2 separate regions of the Sus scrofa genome follow, and region 2 is linked to region 1. A link is a contact called in public HiChIP or PLAC-seq data. All regions are on one chromosome and are shown on one strand. The core of a region is the stretch at or near the end of the contact, and the rest is flanking DNA. Distances in the headings are between cores, read along the strand shown.

What was found. HiChIP or PLAC-seq counts read pairs in DNA pulled down with a chosen protein or histone mark.
Region 2: a contact with region 1 is called in an H3K27ac HiChIP or PLAC-seq map of skeletal muscle, with 9 times the contacts expected there. The contact joins two enhancer-like sites. A contact is called at or near these places in 2 of 47 Hi-C or Micro-C datasets (embryonic fibroblasts and skeletal muscle) and 1 of 2 datasets of contacts at active chromatin or transcription factors (skeletal muscle).

The regions. Positions count from the first base shown.
Region 1 is chr16:37,935,765-37,938,464 of Sscrofa11.1, forward strand. All of the region lies in intron 10 of PDE4D (cAMP-specific 3',5'-cyclic phosphodiesterase 4D), which reads right to left. Among named protein-coding and RNA genes, the nearest start is that of RAB3C, 530 kb to the left of the region's middle. Within about 2 kb of position 1,342, at least 3 of the 83 cell types and tissues checked have an H3K27ac peak or open chromatin away from gene starts, as enhancers often do. A contact at or near this core is called in skeletal muscle, where this site is marked.
Region 2 is chr16:38,539,463-38,542,162 of Sscrofa11.1, forward strand. The region is part of intron 5 of PDE4D (cAMP-specific 3',5'-cyclic phosphodiesterase 4D); the gene reads right to left. Among named protein-coding and RNA genes, the nearest start is that of MIR582, 40 kb to the right of the region's middle. Within about 2 kb of position 1,404, at least 2 of the 83 cell types and tissues checked have an H3K27ac peak or open chromatin away from gene starts, as enhancers often do. A contact at or near this core is called in skeletal muscle, where this site is marked.

The DNA.
Region 1 (2,700 bases), core at 92-2,591:
TCCCTATCAGATTCTTTTTGCTTTCACACTTTCTCCTCAATGTGATCCATCCTGCATACCACCATCAGATTTATCTTTCTAAAACCATTTTGTTACTTTCCTTGTAGCATTTCCCCGAAAACAAAACACAAGGGTTCTTTAGGGTGGACAGAGTATTGTCCAAACAGCTTAATCTGACACTTGAGGTGCTCTGCAGTAGGGCCTCAATCTACACTTTTCACACCTGCCTCTGTTCCTGTAATCAGATTTTCTGTTCCAGGCAGGCTCTTTCATCCAGAATACCCATTCCTCACCCACACCTACAAACAATAAGGCAATCTGAGGGAGTGTCCCATCCTACCCTGCCTCATCCAGCCCTTGCACTATCATCTCTTTCCTCATTAGTAACCAATATGAACCTTCTATGTTCAAGATCCAACCTAAGTAGCACTTTTTCTGGGATGCTTCCCAACCATTCTCATTCTTAGTGTTGAACATTCTGTACTGCTCTATAGGACCAGTAAACTCTGGAACTCATTCACACCCAACAGCCTTACTTAACGTATACGGCAATAAGTATGTCTATATGCTTTTGTATGTACGTATCTACCTCTCTTTGTATGTATTTGAATACAAATGCACATATATTAAGCCTCATTTTGTCTATGAAAGCCTTTGGAGCAGTTTACTTGCAGTAACTACACAAAAACAAAATTTCCTTAGTGAAGGCCTAACTATTGGACTTATGTTACCTGAAGTCAAAAGATACAAAACAATAATGACAAAACCCAAAATTTAAAAAAAAAAAAATGCCTGATTTATTTCTCATATGAAAATGGTATCTGGCCTAGAGAATAATCAAAGATCAAATATAAATAACAAAGATAAAGCAAAGTAAAAATTTCATTCAAAAGTGATAATATCAATAAAGACTGAACACAGGATCTTGTTTAGTGACAAAAATTATTTATTCCACACAAAGTAAAAGCCCTGACAAAAGTAAGAAAGGATTCTTGTTCTGTGTCACTTTAATTTTCCTGTGCCTTAATACCTCATTTTTAATGAAGGAAAGTGAAGTGATCTCACAAATCTCTTTCACCTCTAAGAACTTTTGGAATTAAAAAAGAAAAAAAAATCTTTTTTTTTTTTTTGAATCAAGTATACTAAAGCTTGATTTCTCTGCAAAGTGGCTGATGGCAAGTGGAAAACGGAAAGGGATCAATCACCTACTCAGTGACTCATTTTCAACTCTGATACCAACTACACTGCCGGGGAATTTCTTTTCCCTCTGGCTACGGCGAGTGTCAGACCCATGACTAGCCCATCTGGGCTGGAATTATGTTCAAGGTCATCTCATCCATTCCTCTGTTTCTCAGCTGGACTGCCATTTTAAATTTGTGCGATGATTAAAGGGTTCTATTTTTGGTTCACATTTCTTCTTACCCCAAAAGAGACATTTAGTAACCTGATGTTGATTGATATTTGACACTCTTATTAATAATCAAAATCTCACTATTCTACAGAATCGGAAAAAAAAAAAAACATTTGGAGGGGCCTCTGAGGTCATTCTGGTGGAGGGAAAAGTAAAGTCTAAGAAACGTTCCAGTTTTTAGACAAAGTGGATTAAAGATCCACGTGAGACCCTCACAACTGAGAAATGTTTCTTTTGTGGCTGCATTCATACATACTCTTTCAAAGTAATTGTGGTCAAGTGATCAGTGAGAGTGTAAATAAAAATATGCTATCCAAGGGTGCTAGGTAACAAGCTAAAACTACAGTGAACAACCTCAGGGCGATCCCACATGCAAGCTAGGGAGGCACATAAATCAGCACGATGGGGATCAAGATTTCAAAGGCACACTCTGAGCTCATTTGCCCAGGCTTGTTGATTCAAGCTCCAGTTGCACTGGGTTACCTATATGGCAGCATATAAAGTTCATCTTCTAAGTTTAAAAATAGTTCCCATCCCAACTAAGGATAGGCCATGTACCTATGATGGGTGTACCCATATTATGGACTTGACCTAAGCTTTTGTTTAAATTCTCCTAACAATCCCATGAGATGGATTTTGTTAGTTCCGGTTTATAGAGAAAGCAAAGGCTCAGAGAAGTTGAAGCAGTTTAAATATCCAAGGTGGAGTTCCTTTGTGGCACAGCAGAAATGAATAGGACTAGGGACCATGGGGTTGTGGGTTCGATCCCTGGCCTAGCTCAGTGGGTTAACGATCTTGCATTGCTGTGAGCTGTGATGTAGGTCGCAGCCACGGTTTGGATCTGGCGTTGCTGTGGCTGTGGTGTAGGCTGGCAGCTACAGCTCCAATTAGACCCCCTAGCCTGGGAACCTCCACATGCTATAGGTGCGGCCATAGAAAAGACAAAAAAAAAAAAAATCCAAGGTCACAACTCCAGTGTGGGGCATTAATAACCATAAGAGAATTGCTGAGCTCATGGGGATTTAGGAGATATAAAGCAGACTCAAGATAAAGGTTCACATTTGTCATCTGCTATTCTGTTTCATTTTTCTCTTGGCATCTAATATCACTCACTATATTGGTGAATCAACCTATACCTATTTTGACACAGTCTCTCTCTCTTCACCCTGTTCCAGCTTGTGCTTTGACTCCCAGGCAACAGGTTACTTAGGGGATGGCCCAGCAGCTGGATGTGACAAGCCACCCATGCTGCTACTGGGCCATGACTCAAGGAGGCAACAGGTGAAGGA
Region 2 (2,700 bases), core at 154-2,653, 600 kb after region 1:
TGGAAAGTCCATTGGGGCTGGCTTGGTGGCCTGGAGACTAGCAGCAGCATCAGTTCAGTGATCATAGGTCCAACCACCTGTGCCCTGTGGAAGGTTTCATTGAGGCCTCCCTCCACTTTCTTCTAATGGATCTACTAGCCCAAACTATGGGATCAGCAGGAAAATAAGAAAATACTTTAGATGGAGAGGAACTCTTTTACATGATCTCAGGGGAAAGCCTGAGCAATCTAGATTTCTCTTTGTAAATCTAATTTGTCAATGACCAAGGTCTAGGAGAAAGAAAAGGTACACTGCAACATCTGGGCCTCATTCTTGCCAACAATGGAGCAGATGGAGTGATTATCTGTAGCTTTACTTGCACTGACCCTGAATATCTGTTGTTTGTCACAACAGTTTGAACACTTTAATTTCAGTTTCCCATGCATATGATCACATTACTCATAGAGTTTACTCTGAAAAAGGGTAAAAATGACAAATTAGGAGAACTAAACACTACTGTTGCACTGTTAGTTTGCTATTCCTAAAACACTTTTATAAACTCAAAAGAAAGAAAGGCACTATTTAAGGAAACCACATGTACCCTCTCAATTGCATCTAAGAACCCAGGCAAGTCACCCTCAATGAAAGGAACTTGAACAATTAGACACTCATTGTTTTATATTTTAATTTTATAATATTTCATAGGTCAAACAGTGGAAAGCAGGCAGAGAAGAGTGAGAGAAATCCCTAGCTTCCAGAAAGATAACTTTTACTTCTGCTCTTTATTATTCAATTGTCTCCCTTTCAAAACAATTTACATACTGCAGACATTTCTCATTCTACCCCTTCTTTTATGAATAAGGTAATGTATGTACAAACAGACATCTAGGATTCTTCACCAAAGATTAAATATAAAGTGGGAAAATGTTAACCCTGGTCTAATATGCTCTAGGCTTAAAATATTTATTTCTTTAATAAATGAGTCAATGATTCCTATAAAACTTTGCTTTTTGTTTCTCTAACACTTCTAGAAAAAAAAGTTATATATTTTTTAAACAATTACATGGAGTATGAGATTTAGAAATTACCCATTTGCTTATTTAGAAATTCAATTTTAAATCTCTTTGCCATATGAAAGAAATATTGAACAATCATTTAATTTCATCTGCCTGATGTTTCCTTGGTTATATTTTGATATTTCTATCTATTTATATTTTTCTGAGCAAATGACCTATTCTATCATATGTTCAATCTCCCACAATACCTCATATAATTTCCTAAATAATGGCTTCTATGACACAGGAGGATCTATTTATAAATTAATTGCATTTTCAGTGTCATTTCTGGCAACATATTCCTGGGCAACTGCTATGGAGATGGAAAGTATCAAAATATACAGCAGAAATTTGAACCACACCAAGGCAGAAAGGCCTGACAAAGGTTAGCAGGATAACATAACATTCAGCTCTGCTCTTTTTCTTAAGCTTATCTCATCTCAATACATACATAGGAAATATCTCCTATTTTCACCAAAGGAAGTACGTCAGATAGACAAAAACAAATATCATATATCACTTAAATGAGGAATCTAAAAAATGATATACATGAACTTATTTACAAAATAGAAATTGATTCGAAGACATAGAAAACAAACTATGGTTACCAAAGGGTAAGGAGGGGAGGGAAAATTTAGGAATTTGGGATTAACAGATACACAGTACTATAGATAAAACAGATAACCATCAAGAACCTGCTCTATAGCACAGAGAACTACATTCAATATCTTATAATAACCTATAGTGGAAGAGGATCTGAAAAAGATACATAAATACATGTAGCTAAATCTCCTGGCTGTATATCTGAAACACTGTAAATCAACTATATTTCAAAACAAACAAACAAAAAGATGTAGAATTTTGTTTTAAAATTGGAGCCAAAGTAACAAATGTTCAGCTGTTTTTATAAGCATTTTCTTAAAAAGGGGGGGGGGCATTTCTTTCATTCCAATGTACTTTAGAAACTCATTATGTTGACAAGAAATTTGTAGAGCTGATGAAAATTCTGATGCTAATACATTTTATTCTGTTTCTCTCACTCCCTAATTTCCCAAGGACTGACATGTATAAAGGCTACAGGACCCCACATATGCATTTTATTCTTCAATACCCTCCAAAAATTTAATAATCTTTGTTTATTGACATTTTTGTGGTGAGAATCATGTAGATATTTCATGCCACATAGTCTTGCTGTAATGTCCTAGTCGAAACAACCCAGCTAAGTCTGTGCCTGTTCAAAGAAGCAATGTATTAACACATTTATTTGGACAAGTTCAAATTATTTAATATTTTATCAAGTATAAATTGTTTAATAAGAGATTTTAGAGGTATTATTTTATTATTATTTTATTATTTATTTATTTATTTTGTCTTTTTTAGGGCCACACCTGCAATATATGGAGGTACACCACAGCCACAGCAATGCAGGATCTGAGCCACTTCTGTGACCTATGCCACAGCTCACAGCAATGCCAGATCCTTAACCCGCTGAGCTAGGCCAGGGATCAAACCCACATCCTCATGGATGCCAGTCAGATTTGTTTCTGCTGAGCCACAACAGGAACTCCACAGAGGTATTATTTTAGTTTAGATTTGAGAAGCAGTCAACAGTTGGTTCACGAACAGCCTTGTCTTCTGAGTTAAGAATTTAGATTTTTATCTACCA